Regions from separate parts of the Drosophila melanogaster genome. Here region 2 is linked to region 1. A link is a contact called in public Hi-C data. All regions are on one chromosome and are shown on one strand. The core of a region is the stretch at or near the end of the contact, and the rest is flanking DNA. Distances in the headings are between cores, read along the strand shown.

What was found. A called contact is a pair of places that touch in the nucleus more often than the background predicts.
Region 2: a Hi-C map of the Kc167 cell line shows a contact between it and region 1, with 4 times the contacts expected there. The contact joins the promoter of CG15387 here to the promoter of aop in region 1. A contact is called at or near these places in 5 of 107 Hi-C or Micro-C datasets (the Kc167 cell line, the S2 cell line and embryo).

Annotation. Positions count from the first base shown.
Region 1 is chr2L:2,176,769-2,180,249 of dm6, forward strand. aop (anterior open) reads right to left here and starts at 1,986. Exons shown (of 4, transcript NM_078731.3): 1 at 1,079-1,986.
Region 2 is chr2L:2,224,401-2,227,881 of dm6, forward strand. CG15387 reads right to left here and starts at 1,894. Exons shown (of 2, transcript NM_001103588.2): 1 at 1,659-1,894; 2 at 1,145-1,601. The coding sequence starts at 1,805. The coding sequence ends at 1,398. It overlaps papi (papi,), which reads left to right. Exons shown (of 5, transcript NM_164461.2): 3 at 1-126; 4 at 179-285; 5 at 344-1,144. The coding sequence ends at 840. It overlaps sau (sauron), which reads left to right and starts at 1,942. Exons shown (of 5, transcript NM_001014460.3): 1 at 1,942-2,881. The coding sequence starts at 2,669. It also overlaps asRNA:CR44114.

The DNA of each region.
Region 1 (3,481 bases), core at 736-3,235:
ACACCGATATGCACTCCGATAATTACCGTTTTCATCATTTTTGTGGCGGAAAACTCGGACCTGGCCAATATGATGCAACGGGCATTACGAAAAGCACCCAGGTACCGTAATGTGGAGTGGAATGTGAAAATAGAAGAGGCTATTTTCCAAGTGAATCGATCTTGTTCGTATTGTAGAATGCTAGGGAATCGGTGAAGCGTACCGTGCATACAATGAGAGTCAAGACACTGGGCTTGGGAAGAGAAATTACTATCATATCATATTGTTACTAGACTGAGCTATGAGTATTTGCATATGGTTCTCAACCAACCACAGGTAATAATTAATCACAATCCAACTAGACTGTAAGAAATATCTAATCATATTTGGAAACAAGAAGAACATACAACAAATTATGCGCAACAATCAGATAACAAAACAATAATTAAACTATAAAACCACTCCCAAGATCCCCATAAAATTGTAACTCTTATTATTTAAACAAGCCCCAAATGAAAACGCCACAATCAGATCCTCTGAACAGGCAAATAAATCAACTAAACCTTAGATAAACCGTTGTTGCCGAGTCTTCATCCATCTCATATGAGTGTACTGCGAACCAAATATAGCCCAAGTTATCTGTTTACACGTGTAGATCCGACAAATTGTTGACCTCAACCAGAGACCAAAACTCAGACATTGTAAGACGTCGGGTGGAGCGAAGTGGGGAAGTCATATGCAGCAGATAACCAAAGCCAGATTAAGGTGGAGCAATTATTTATCAGCTGCTCAGACAAGACACTTTTCTGTTTCCATGACCATTGTGACGTAGTTATGGGAAATACATGTACCAAAAGATGGTGTTTTAACCAATTCGTAAAAAAAAGCAACGACGGCAATGGAGTGATACAGGGGTAATGTCTGTAAACACCGATTCTTGCACGATTACGAATATAAAAGAACTCCAGATATAAAAACCATTGTGCTTACATATTGAGAAAAAATGTTTTTATTTTTGACACTCTTTTCTGCTACTATTTTGACAATGGTTAATTTAACAGTTCACAACAAAAAGTATACAAATTATCAAAATTCTCACCTGTTTGCTCCACTGTGCACTGTGGTTACGTACTGTAAGGTGAGTGAGTGAATTTGTCTGTTTGCGTTGGGCTTCGGATTCGATTCTTGAGCTTTTTAGCGACAGAAGCAACGCGGAAGCGGATATGTCCAGATCCCAGAATGCTTTAGCTTTTGCTTCGCTTTCTTGTTTTATTTTTGTTTTTGGTTTTGTTTCTGTTAATTCGATGTTGTTCTTGTTGTTATCTGCTGATGACGAAGAGGGCGTCGCGCCAAGTTGCCATTGTTGTTTGTGTTGCTGTTTCCTTTTGGTGAGGGGCGCCGCGTGGGCGGTGGTTGTGTGCTTTTGGGGCTAATCCAGGCTCTCTGTTTTTGTTTTTGTTTTCGCTTCGTTCTGCGACAAATGCCAGCCGTAAAGCGGAGCAAATGAATAAGAAGAAGGCGAAGTCAAGCGTTTTTACTTCCGCCGCCGCCTCAGCAGCACGCACACACAGGCAGACGCGGGCACACAAACGCACACGCACACTGTAAGACACTCACGCGATGCACTTGCACTCTGGCGTTTTGTTCGTGTATTTGTTGTTGTACTTTGGCATTTCCTCTTTCGTCTTCCTTTTCACTTTTGCTTGCACTTCTTGTTGCGTTGCTTTGCTCTCGCTGATGTTGCTGTTGTTGTTGGCGTTGTTGCTGTCGCTCTTGTTTATTTTTTATTTCCGTTTCGCGCACACACACACCGGGCAATGTAAACACACACCGAGTTAAGAAGAACCGTTTATTTCCTCAACGCCGCGCACGAATTAAATTCTATTAATTGTGAATTAATCAATTTAAAACATATTAGTTTGCCATTTACAGCAGAATGTCTAGTTGCTTTCAGGAGCGACTCTTCTACACGTCCGCCCAGCACGGCAGTTTCTTTTTGACTGCCGATTCGATTCGAACAGGCGGCGAACATGAACAAGTCGGCGCATGCGGAGAGAGAATCGAAAGAGAAAGAGAAGCAAAGAGAGCGACATACAGCAAAAACAATTCAAAAAGAACTGGTGAAGAATACGAAAATAAGATAATTTTTTAAGGAAGTCGCGCTTTGATCCGTATCCGTTTTAGCGTCCAAGATTTATATCTTAAATCGGACCTATATTTTGAGGTACAGTGAAGCTTTGATGCGCCAGTCTTATATGAGTTAAAGTTTTAACGATTGAAAGACACCCCTGAGCTGCTCATTATATTTCAATATTTATAAACAATCTTATATCAGAGCTTGAGAGACTTGCATGCGCCACAAAATTCCAATTCCAATTCCGGAATAATTTCACAATAATCTCAATTAACATACGTATTTTATGTTCGTAATTTTTTAAAATTCCCAGATTCCCCACAATTGCCATAATAATCTCGATTATGTTATTATACTCTGAGAAGTAGGAGTGTGTGCAAAGACCACAAACAAATCATTAGGCGCGTAAACATTTACAGATCCACCATCCACTTCCTTGGCAACGAAAGAAGCAACAGCTCGCAGAGGTAATAATTTAAATAATTTAAAACCCACCAAAGTTTACTACGAAACAACTCAATAGGCAACCGCTGTCTGTGGGCGGCGTCGAATTCGCGTGGGGCGCTCGATTTAGTTGTTAATCAATAGAAGATAAAGTTTAAACAAACGATTCATGCTGATACCAGAAGCATGGGCGCCGAAATACCAAGGGATCGTTCTCTCACTAGATAACATACACACCTATTGTGACTGGAAACTTGAAATGATCGAGCATGCCATACCCATTAGCTGTCAATTGTGACTATTGGCGAGCTTTTTGCACATAAACCATAGATAAGACAATTCCGTGAACTCTAATCAGTGTGCGATAATGCTCTCAAGCATTTGAAATAATTATGAATACGACCCCCTGGCCGAAAATGAAATAAGCGCCACGCGCCTGGGAAAAGCGCTCTATTGTAATACAAAATGTTTGGAGGTGCTAGCTGATAGGTGTTTTCGATCCCATAAATCTTGGATCTTCATGGAAACCAGTTGGCAATCTTTAATTATAAATTGTTGGAACATTTCCGCTCGGCTGCGACGGAAAATCTCTTTGGAAAGGGGGCGGGGCTGGGGTTCCTCGTCAGGTTGCTTGGACGGTCGGTTGGTCGGTCGGTCGGTGGGCCTGAAGATGCGCTCAGTTGCACTGCATCCGCTTTGGGGTCTCCAGTCGCCTCAGTTGGCTAACCAGTTTCTCCCCGAGCAACGAGCAACGTTTACGTTGACATTTCAAGTCAAATGCCCATAAACGGCGACCAGCCGGACGACCCCGCCCACGCCCTGCACGCCCCTGCTCAGTTCCGTGGGTATGCACTGAAAGAAAATCTAGATTAATGGGCATTTAGGTAAGTAATAAATAGTAACATGTATTTTTATGGCTATAAA
Region 2 (3,481 bases), core at 644-3,143, 48 kb after region 1:
CATTATGCCTAACCAGTACAATCCAAAGGAGCAGGTGATCGATCTCTACTTCGTGGACTATGGAGATAGCGAATATATTTCGCCAGCTGATATCTGCGAGCTGCGCACTGATTTCCTCACGCTCAGGTAAGCAGTTCGACTGATTGGATAGACATAAATTTATATTTCACTATTTTAGGTTCCAAGCCGTTGAATGCTTCTTGGCCAATGTAAAATCTACCATCCAGACGGAGCCTATTACGTGGCCAAAGTCTTCAATCGCAAAGTTCGAAGAGCTGACAGAGGGTATGATTTCAGCAACAGTTGCTAGATATATTTTTGACTAAACACCGAACATTTGTAGTGGCACATTGGAGAAAGCTGATTGCTCGAGTGGTGACCTACAAGGAGCGTCCACGGGCAACCACCGCTGTAAGTGCTGCTGCCAAGGAGGGAACCCCGCTGCCCGGAGTGGAACTATTCGATCCAGCCGACAACTCTGAACTAAATATTGCCGATCTGATGATCACCCAGGGCTTTGCTCTGCCCCTGGACGATTCGTATCCAGTGCGGTCACGCTCCTCGACGCCCTCAAGTAACAGCGACTCCACCATTGAGGAGTTGTGCGTCAGCAATCCAGTGACTCCGCTTACGCCCCACTCACCTATGTCGATGTCCATTGATGTTGACAGCATTACGCAGGCGGAGAACGAGCACCTCGCCCAGCAGCTGCAGCATTTGCAGCATAAACTGAACGGAAACGACATAAAAAACATTAATCCGGCTAAACTGACGGCTACAGACCTCGAAAACGGGAATAACAATAATGCCAGCACCACAAATGGTGCTAGCGCGCATTAGGATTTCACATTGTTACTAATTATCCTCGCCTAATTGTTTATAAGATGAAGGCTGGACGAGCAGCTCACTACTTGACGTGTACATAAAAGTATAGCTCTTAAGGAACTTATTGTATAGGTACGAAAGAAAACTGTTTAATTTATCGCCGTGACTGATCGACATATCCTAGATCCTAAAAGCTGACGATGGAACGGCACAGATCCTTAATTGTTTATAGCAACCTTTGCCATGTTACTTATTGTTAGCAAGAACAAGAAAAACATTTGTACATCAACAAAAAATACACAAAAAAGATCACAAACTTATCAAAAGAAATGCATTTTATAAGAATATCAAGCTTAAGTCTATTTTGGTGGCCTGTTTCAGAAATCTGTATTAGAGAAGTATTTCAATATTCTTTGAAAATAAGATTTTCTAGATGACGTTAAGGCATAATTGAAAATGAATATAGTTTCTTCAAATGAAAAGGGCTACAAATATTAAAAGTCGCTTAAAGTATATTAAAAAACCCACCGGGGGGCAGAATTGCAGTCTTGTTTGGGGGATTTACCCCACGCTTAGATTAGGATGTCGTTGGTGGTGTTTATAGCTATGGGGGGCAGGTATATGGCGCGGATCTGACTGCGCAGGCGTACGATTTCCATGTCGTCCCTTTCCATTTCTCTGATGAGCTGGGAGAACTGGACTAATCCCTCGCGGTTTCCAGGAAACCCATGACCCTTAATGACCTCCAGTTGGAGTTGCATCACCAATGGAAAAACCTGCAATGTATTATGTTAAACTATTTGGTTATTTGTTTTGATTTGCTTGGTATTTACGTGCTGCATCATGAGAATCATCTCTTTTCCAGCGGAAGCCTTTGCCTCTGAGAGTTTCTTCGAGTTTTCCGGCTGATTTACACAGCGTATTATGTCCATAAGAATTTGCTTGGCAGTATCACTGTTGAAATTGGTCAAGTAGGACATTATAAACGTTTTAACGGCAGTGTTTGTGACGAATTTAGGCAAAATGCAACAAATTGTAGTAGGTTTTATTTTGTGTTTCCGTTAGAGATGAGTCATACAGCGATTACAACTATCGGACAAACTATCGGTTCGGATTCATAACATTACCAAACCCTTAGTATGGACAAGGAACTGTAATATCATTCAAACAAAAACTTTACGATTAAATAAATTAAGCTGAATTACAAAAAATTAAGAGTAAAAGTTAAATTAATTTCGTTTTAACAGCACCTCTAGAAGCAAAACGTTATCCAACACTTAAGGTCTGGAAAATTGCCAGTACTGAAAAGTGCGGAAATCATGTCACGTCGGAACGTCGACAAAAGACACAAATAATAGGAAAAAGCTTATTTCGCGCAGGCACTCGCATATTCCCAGTAAATGCAAGGCCAATGCAAATGCACCATTAGTACGGGCCACCAAATTGTAAATCAAACCGTCGAGTTCCCAGCGCAAAAACGCCGAGCAAAGCAGCAACAACGAAACGCAGTTTAGGGCCTGCATTTTTGCGATAGTGTGAAAAGTGCGTGTGTGCAAAAGAATACAAAATAAAGGGGGCGCAAAAGAGTCAGTGAAAACAACAACACACAAAAACACAAGACACAAGTACACAGAGAAAAACGCAAACACCCGCACTCGCGCAAACAGACACACACACACACTGTGAAACTCCCAACGTCGAGTCAGCAAATTGTGCCACACACACAAAACGAGGAAAGAGGAAGAAGAGCAGCAGCAGAAAAACATAGGTGCTCCGCTCGCATCCCACATCTCCAAAACTCCATCGATCCGAACTTCCCGACTACCCAACCCAACTCTCCGGAATGAATCGCTCCGACGGATTGGTGCGTCGCTCGGTGAAACCCCGCGAAAACGGTGGGGCGGAGGGTGGGTTGAATGCCAACACGCCGGACGACAACCAGGATGCACTGGACAACCTAAAGGACCAGGAGGACAATATCGACGATGGCGACTCCAAGGAAACACGACTAACGCTCATGGAGGAGGTTCTGCTGCTGGGACTCAAGGACAAGGAGGTGGGTGTGCTCCTTATCTCTTATCTGCTTGGGATGCACTAATTAATTGGTTTCTTTCGCAACATAAGTGCTTCTTCTTCACCTGTTAACCGACGTCTCTCTCTCTCTGTCGCTCTCACGATTTCTCTCTTTCGCAACCTCTTGCTTGGCCCCAAGTGCAACGCAGTCCATCTTCCAGCAGGGGCGTAGTGAAAATTGGATACAGGGGGGTAACTTATCACTTCAGTTATGGGGGCAACAATGTTTATCTGTCCTACAGATAAACATTTTATGCCATGTCTTAGCCACTTCTCTTAGCTTTTCCAGTTTGTTAAGCAATGCACTATGAAATCTTTTGACCAGCCTGCTGACTAATGCGCAATCAGTGAGACTGCCAACACCATTTTCTTAACCACTTTTGTTTTTGCATTAATTAATAGTGTGCTCCATCTGTTAAGGTCTAATCAGCCGTTCATTCTAATCTATAGAACCCATTACTTGCCCTTTGTAATACTTTGATGTACTTCCCAAATAAGTGATGATATATTTATATATAGTATATAATAGGTTTATTTTATGTGTTACACTATCGCGCAATTGCTTCCAGTGCCAAATCAAAAA